Linked DNA regions of Sus scrofa: regions 2 and 3 are each linked to region 1. Evidence: chromatin contacts called from public HiChIP or PLAC-seq data. All regions are on one chromosome and are shown on one strand. Each heading gives the region's core, a stretch centred on a gene start, on an enhancer-like site or on the middle of the called end of the contact. The rest is flanking DNA. Distances are from core to core; before and after follow the strand shown. Region 1 has its middle 48 kb from the start of ARL4C. Region 2 has its middle 77 kb from the start of SPP2. Region 3 has its middle 100 kb from the start of SPP2.

Region 1 (2,685 bases), core at 110-2,609:
CAAAACAGCTACCAAAAGGGGGAAGATTGAATTGGGCAGGAAGGTCCTCCATCCTCCACGCCGTCCAGCAGCCCTCGCACCTGCCCTGCACAGACCATACCTCTAACATCCTTCCCGATGTGGCCAGGAGGCTGCTTCCAGGGACCTCAACTCAGTCTGGGCAAGAGCGTCCCCTGATCTTGTCCCCAACCTTCTCTCCCTCCCATCTTTCCCACTTATTCATTCAACACACACACACACATACACACGCAGACACCTCACTCCTTCCTGACAGCCCAGCTCTGTATCCCTGCTTTAGAGAAGACGTCTCCCCGACCCCCTTCCCAACAATTAAATGCCGACCCCCACCGTGCGTCTCCTTCACCGGAGTTACTGCAGTTCCCGACACTGCGTGGGTGCACTCGTGTGTGTGTGTGTGTGTGTGTGTGTGTGTTTTGCTCACCACCAAATCACCAGTCTGAGCGAGGTGCCAGGGGCAGAGCTGGGGTTCGATGTTTGTGAAATAAATAGATGACGTGAATAGCCGAAACCATGACAGCCATCCCCTCGCCCCAAAAAGAGGAAGGGGAGCAAATGGAACAACCAGGAAACGGATACTATTTAAGATCTCTCATGACGTTTCTTTTTTACTTACATGGAAAAATGCTAATAAAACTGTTAAGTAAAAATAAAATGCAACTCCAATATGTATCTACAAATACCTGAAGGTATTTATTTTCCACTGATCTCAGAATTCACTGAGAAAGTATCCAAGGCTGAATGACATTATATTTTAAAGCAAACTATTTGGATGACATAGATATAATTTTACAGAAAATAATTATAATTGGAGTTCCCTGGTGGCTCAGCAGTTGAAGGATCTGGCATTGTCACCGCTGTGGCGCAGGTTGGATCCCTGGCCTTGGAATTTCCGCATGCTATGGGCATGGCCAAAACAATAAAATAAAATAAAAAGTAAAATAAACTGTAACTAAGTAACTAAGATCCTGATGATATCTTCTCCCTTTTATCTAGGCAACGGGAAATCAATTTATTTGATGTTAAAAATCTTTGTGAACAAACCCTAATCCTTCTTGCCGTATTTGCTTTCTGTCTCTGGACAAGGAAGTTGAGAAACGCCTAGGAGTAGACCTGTTCAGGGGCCGGCTCTGCCAGAGGACTCAGCTGTCATGAACCGTCAGTCACAGGAGGGCAGGTGGCCTCCGCAGCCCAAGTCCCCCGCTTGGCCAGACACCTAGGTCGTGGCTTTGCTGCCTGGCCCCTGGTCTCCTGTCCACCTAAGTTCACACAAAGGAGAAGGAGCGTTGTGGTGTGTGTGTGCTGTCACATGTATTAATAGAGTTACTGTGAGACTGTTTGGACTGAAAAAAGAACAGCAAAGTGACTCAGTTGCAAAACTCTTGCATCAGCTGATGCTGAGTTGGCCTCCGTCAGAAATGGAAGTGACTCGAAATGCCCAGAACCATCAGAAGCCCGAGTCAAAACCCATGCACGGCCGGCCACCTTGGCGAGGGCCCGAGCTCACTGTGAGGGGCGCCCCAGCATGGCGGTGGCGGGGAGAGGCGCTGGGCTTAGGACACCTGGGAGTCCCCATGAGGGTAGTCCTTGGGAGCGGATAGGACAGGGATTCCTCTGAACAGGCTCAGGGAGCCTTTTGGCATCTCTGGACCCTGCCTCCCTTTGCTAAGACTTTTCTTCTTCTGAACCCAGACTCCCTGACTGGCTTCTTAAAAGGAGGTGGGAATTCCCTCAAAGGCGACCCCACCGTGGAGCATGATCAGCCCTGTAGGAAAGCTTCTGGAGGCTTCCAAGCCAGGTTAAGGTCTTACAGGAAGCCCCTGAGTGAGTGCCGCAGGCTTGCCCACATTCCAAGCACCTGTGTCCTCCAGGCTGGCTGCCCACTTAGGAACAGCTGGAGGTGGAAAAGCCCTTCACCAAGGCCACTCAGGCCAACACCAGGGTCTAGTGTCCCATCTCGGCGGGTCCTCGGTGAGGCCTGAAAAGACTTTTCTCCTTTTTCCTTCTTCATCTCTCTTCATCCTTCACCACAGCAACTCCAAATAGTCAGCATGTAAAGGGCTAAACAGGTGCACTTGCTTCCTAACTGTCACAGGCTAGATGGCTTAAAACAGTGGGGATTCATTCTCCCGGGGCTCTGGAGGCTACAAGTCCCAAATCAAGGTGTCAGCCGGGTGGCTTCCTCCTGGAGGCTCTGAAGGAGAATCTGTTCCATTTTCTCTCTTAGCTCCTGGGGGTTCCCAGCCTCCCTCAGTGCTTCCTGGATGATGGAGGCCTCGTTTCCATTTCCCCTGGAATGGACTCCCTTCTTAGGACTCCCGAGAACCCTCGGAGAAAACTGCCCTACTGTGGGAGCAATCCTGGGCTCTGGGGCATTAGTTGTGGTGAACTTTTCCCCAGACCTCACGGTCTGATTTTCAGGGCTTGTGAGCATGAGTTTGGGTACCAGAGTCTCAGTCTGAACCCCGAATTCACCAGCACTGCCACCTTGGGCCAATCCTCATTCTCCCCAGAGGTCAAGGGTTCCTCCCTCCTTTAAAATTAGCCTAAGATGGAGTTCCCACTGCGGCTCAGTGGGAACAACCCGACTGGTATCCCTAAGGATATGGGTTCCTCCGGCTCTTCAGCAGGTTAAGGATGTGGCGTTGCCGTGAGCTGTGGTCTAGG
Region 2 (2,685 bases), core at 78-2,577, 310 kb before region 1:
CTGCCATGGCATAGTGGGTTAAAAATCCAACTGCAGCAGTTCTAGCTGATGTGAAGGTGTATGTTCAGTCCCCGCCCAGCACAGTGGGTTAAAGGATCTGGCATTGCGACAGGTGTGACGTAGGTCGCAGCTGTGGCTCAGATTCACTCCCTGGCCCAGGAAATTCCACATACTGCAGATATGGCCTTAAAATAAGAAAAAATAAAAATAAATAAAAAAAAAAGAAATAGTCATTCTTGATTTGGGGAGAACACAAGCCCAAAGAAAGATTCTTAATAACTGAAGACATATTTAGGCAAAAGGATTTCCAAAACATACTTCATGTGAATTCTATTTAGAGTTTGCATTTTTATGAGAACTGCCTACAGAGTGTGATTTGAGGTTATCGCATAATTCTTCCAGGTTGTCAGATGGGCATGAAATCCCACCTCTACCCCCTCCATGCCTCCCCCTCAACTCCACCCACTGCTGAGATTTCTGTCCAATTTCCAAGATTCTGCTGACCTTGGGCAAGTCACCCCACCTCTCTGGTCCTCAGACTTAGCCGCCTCAAGATGAAGGGGCTGGGCCAAGTTGTCCCTATAGGCCCCTCCGTGCCTCACATTCTAGGAGCTATTTTCCTAGTTAAAATGGAAAGGCTCCTAAGAGGTGCTTGGGTGGCTAGGGTGGAAGGAGGGAGGAGGGGCGAGGGTGGGAGGATGGCACCTGGCGGGCCCTGGGCTTCGGGAGTGTCCCGTGAAGGAAACAGATGCTTGGGCTGGAAAAAAAAATGGGGAGAGAGGGACCACATTTAGGAGGTTTCATTTCTTCCGCAATTTAATCTAAGGTTGACTTAAATTTTAATGCATGGCTTTGATTGTCAGTTCATTAAAAAATAGTAATTATATGGGCAATTAAAGCCTGAAATTAAAAACACACAGAGACGTTAGCGATAGGTCTTTAAATTACACCGAGGCTGCCTGAATTTCCAGTCCTGATTGTTTTCAGATCATTAACCCATCGACAGAGGTGTAGGGTCTGACCAACAGCTAACGCAAGATAAGAGGGGGAGACAAAAAAGAACCGTCCCAAAGTGAGCGCAAAACTTCCCTGAACAGAAAATCGGAGTCAGAGCTCTACCAAGCCTCCCTTTATGGGCATTTGATGATCTCACACACTTTTCCTTTTCGAAGTGACCATGCGGGTTGAGGGCTATGATTTGCACAATTAGCGAGTATGTAGTAACGAATAGATTGCATCAACCAAAATAACTGAATCACTTGCTGTGGGGCAGAAACTAACACGACGACATTGTAAATCAACTACACGTCAGTCAGCCACTGAGTGGCTGGTCCACTGAGTGCAAGGGCTTAAACTTTACTCAGTGGTTGTCTATTTACTGCTGGTCTGAAGGGTAAGCTGCCGGCCGGCAGGGACTTCCTGGTTTCTTCTTTGCTGGGTCCTGGAGCCTGGGGTGGAGCCTGGCTCAGTCAACATTAGTGGGTGAGGCACCCCAGGCTTGCCTGGGAAGATGGGCTTCCTTCTGGGGAGAGATGATTTGCAAAACAACCAGGACGGAAGATTCTTTCCAATGACTGTTCACACCCAAAGATGAGGATGCAGAAAGAATCTCCCCAAGCATGACTGAGATGGAATATCCCAACAACCACAGCGGGTGGGGGGCTGACCGTATTTATTTGATTTAAGAAAGTAAAGCTGTGGGTTCCAGTTACCTGTTGGGGCATAACAGACCTCCCCAAACATAGTGGCAGAAAATATCAAATTTTTTGTATACTCACAGGTTTTGTGAGTCAGGCATTGGAGAGAGATGGTTCTTCTCTGCTCCACGGTGTCTGGGGCCTCACCTGGGAAGATGTGGAGGGCAGAGGGGCTGGGATCTTCAGAGGCTCCGCCCCACACGTGTCTGGATCCTGGGCTGGGGCCACTAGGAGTCTGGACTTGGTGGGGTCTTCTGACCACAGCCCCTACCTGTGGTCTCTCCCTGTGGCTTGGGTTCCTCAGCAGGGTGGCTGGGTTCCAGGTGGAGCTTCCTAAGCGAAGAGGCTGCCTCCCCTATCTGACCTGGCCTGAGAAGTTACACAGCGTCACTTCCACCACTTGATTGTCACAGCTGCTCAGATCCAAGGGCCATAACCTGCCTCTTGATGGAAGGGAGGCCAAAGGACCTGTGGCCACTTTTTAGAACTTCCCCAGAGTGCGAGGTCTTTCCATCAGATGTCTGCATGGAGACAAAGGGCATTTGATTATGCCCTGAAGGTAGCTGGCAGTCATCTTTTCCACAGCTATTTATTGAATGTCTTCCCCGGACCAGGCACTATTGGAGGCGCGGGGCTACTGCATGGAACAAAGTGGGCAAAAATACTGGTCCTTTAAAAACAAAATACATCCCCTTAAATAGCCTATATGTCAACATGGCAAGATGGACAATAAATATGTAAAGACTTAAAATATGTGATATGAGTCTGTTCCCACATCGTGGAGAAAAATAAATCATGGAGGGGGGTTAGGAAGCAAGGGGTGTGGGGTTTCCGTTGTGGTGCAGCGGAAACGAATCTGACTAGGAACCATGAGGTTGCAGGTTCAATCCCTGGCCTTGCTCAGTGGGTTAAGGATCTGGCGTTGCCGTGAGCTGGGGTGTAGGTCGCATCGAGGCTCGGATCTGGCGTTGCTGTGGCCGTGGTACAG
Region 3 (2,685 bases), core at 72-2,571, 280 kb before region 1:
CTGAGACCCTGGATGCCCTTCCCTTTCCAGCAATGTGTGGACGTGGCCTGCATGGGTTTACGAGACCCAGTTGTGTACAAATCTTCCCAACTCCTTCCTATTCAGCGAATTCATGTTAGTAGCTTGACATTGACTCCAGTGGGAGTCTTTACACATAGGAATAGGGAAATGCTACAAATCAGGATTTTTTTCTCTCTCTCCCATTTCAAAAAGCCAACTGTTAGTTATTTATGAGAATAGCACTGTTTCTGGTGTTCAGAAACAACAGAATGCAGGAAAAGCAACAAACCCCCTGTGCAGAGTTGAGTCCTGTGTTTTGTTGTTTGAATTACATCTCCCAGGGTGCAATGCACCACCCAGAGCCCTCTCTTAATTTCTGTCCTGTGGTTTTCAGGGTGTGGGGTGGGAAGGTTGCTGTGGATGGGGCTTTAGAGGTGGAGCAGGCTGACTTCCTCTGACAGCAGCTCCCATGCAATAAAATTTTGCCAAATTACCTTGTTGGTAGGGAAGGTGCCATTTCCTTGCACCCATGCTTGGATCTTCTCAGATCTTTTTATAAGTTCATATACTAAAGATTTGGGGCACCAGCCCTGTACCAGTCACTGTTTTCTATATCTGGGATGCAGTGATGGATCCTGCTGAAGGTAGAGAAACATGTCACCTCCCACTGGAAATGCAAGGATCGGATTCCTCCTGTTGGGGTCTATATTGATGTGAGTGGCATGTGTAAGAGCCCCTCCCTTCTGGCTCCTGACTCCATTTTAGTGAAGTGATTAATTTTCACAATAACCATTGTATAAATAGTGAATCCGCATTCATAATATTTGCTGCCAACATAAATTAAACTTAAAAAAAAAAAAAAAAAGAGTTCCCTAGTGGCTTAGCAATTACGATCTGGCTTTGTCACTGCTGTGGCTTGGGTTCGATTCCTAGCCTGGGAAATTCTGAGTACTGCGGGCATGGCCAAAAAAAAAAAAAATGCCTTCCAATAAATACAACAAATAACCACCAATTTTTAAAAGTAGCATTCATCCATTTATTAAGTAAATATTTACTGAGCAGCTGCTTGTGTGCCAGGGACGATGACAGGAGCTGGCCTGCCACTGCCCCTCTCTCGTGGAATGCATAGAGTCTCCCATTGTATAAACTTTTCTTTTTCAGCAATATCTCAAGTATCAGTTAAAAACTGGCAGAGTCTGTCCTTAGACACCCTTTAATCAGGCTCTTCCGAGTTCTGTTTTTGAGCAGGCCTTGCCTTTGGCCTCTGTCCTTGGCCTAGTTAGTCCAATTTTAGAAAGAATCTTGATGCGTCAGTTTACCAAGAAGCCCCCACCCTTGGTGTGATGTAATAAGATGCATACATTTGGCCTCTGTCCTGGTTTCCTGGCATTCAGTGTCTAAAACCCAATCTCCCAAGTGATAAGAGTCTATTTATATCCAAATGAGATGACCAGGGCTTTAGGGAGGGCTCCCGGACAGCCTCAGCATGGGGGCTGGTTTCCAGGGAAACTAATCTAGTGATTAGAGGACTAGAGCTTTCAGCAACCCCCAACTCAACTCCAAGGAAAGAGAGACTAGAGGTTGAGTTAATCATGAATGGCCAGTTATCTACGCAAACATGCTTCCAGATAATACCCTATATATTGGGGTTGGGAGAGCTTCCAGTTGGTGAGCCCATGGAGATGCTGGTGAAACAGGAGGAAAGGGAGCAGGGCACAACCTTTGAAAGAATGATGTAGTCCTTCAGTACAGGACAAACCTGGTAGAACCAACTAGGTCCAAGATGGCAGAAGATCCAACTGCCAGTGGATCTTGAGCTTCACTATACACTCACTGCAACCACTAGCCTGCTAACGACACACCCACCAAAACCAGGACACTTCTGAAGCCAGCCATAAAAGGCCAAAAAGTGGACCATGGGCCAATTCCTGGAAGTCCCCACCCCTTCTCCAAAACAGTTGGAGTAATCCTCCCACTCGTTAGCTTATGAAATTACCCAGCCCACACAAATTAACCACCCTGATATCTCAGGGCTGCTCTCGCTCTCTCACCTTTTGAGACAGACTGCCTTGCTTATATGGAATGTGTTTCTTCCAGGAGGCTCTCGCGCTTTGTCCATGTCTCGCAATAAAGCTAAGTATTGCCTATCACTTTGCCTCTTACTGAATTCCTTCTGTGCTGAGACACACAAAATGTCTGAACTTCAGTAAGTCCTGGGGCCAGAGGTGTGATTGGAATGAAATATCAGTGGGTGTGAGGCAGAATAATCCCTCAGGTCATCAGTAGGAGTGTGGGCTTCCATGCCTTCTTTGATGGGGCTACTGATTAACATTTGTGGCTTAAGGGCTCCAGGGAGAACACCCCACAGACCTTGTGTACTACAGGGGGTGTGCCTACACCTAGATGGACATTTATCTCTAACCCTCTGTGACTCAGTTTATGGGAAGAGAAGGGCAAAGACACCATGAGACTTCTGGCACATTTCCACCCATCAGACCCCTACTGGACAAGGATGGATAGAGGTAACCGGGCAAGGGAAGGGGAGAAAACCACATCTTTGTGGAGCCCATGTTGGTACCCCCCATCTTTAAGGGATAAAACCCCCTATAGGGCAAAGGGGCGGGGGTGGGGCATGAGGGGGACTCTTCTTCCCCCTCCCAGTCTGTCCTGGGAGCTGTTTGCTTT

The links. HiChIP or PLAC-seq counts read pairs in DNA pulled down with a chosen protein or histone mark.
Region 2: a contact with region 1 is called in an H3K27ac HiChIP or PLAC-seq map of alveolar macrophages. The contact joins two enhancer-like sites.
Region 3: an H3K27ac HiChIP or PLAC-seq map of alveolar macrophages shows a contact between it and region 1. The contact joins two enhancer-like sites. A contact is called at or near these places in 1 of 47 Hi-C or Micro-C datasets (embryonic fibroblasts) and 1 of 2 datasets of contacts at active chromatin or transcription factors (alveolar macrophages).

The regions. Positions count from the first base shown.
Region 1 is chr15:134,668,477-134,671,161 of Sscrofa11.1, forward strand. No RefSeq gene overlaps it. Among named protein-coding and RNA genes, the nearest start is that of ARL4C, 48 kb to the left of the region's middle. Within about 2 kb of position 1,360, at least 9 of the 83 cell types and tissues checked have an H3K27ac peak or open chromatin away from gene starts, as enhancers often do. A contact at or near this core is called in alveolar macrophages, where this site is marked.
Region 2 is chr15:134,358,349-134,361,033 of Sscrofa11.1, forward strand. No RefSeq gene overlaps it. Among named protein-coding and RNA genes, the nearest start is that of SPP2, 77 kb to the left of the region's middle. Within about 2 kb of position 1,328, at least 6 of the 83 cell types and tissues checked have an H3K27ac peak or open chromatin away from gene starts, as enhancers often do. A contact at or near this core is called in alveolar macrophages, where this site is marked.
Region 3 is chr15:134,384,895-134,387,579 of Sscrofa11.1, forward strand. No RefSeq gene overlaps it. Among named protein-coding and RNA genes, the nearest start is that of SPP2, 100 kb to the left of the region's middle. Within about 2 kb of position 1,322, at least 9 of the 83 cell types and tissues checked have an H3K27ac peak or open chromatin away from gene starts, as enhancers often do. A contact at or near this core is called in alveolar macrophages, where this site is marked.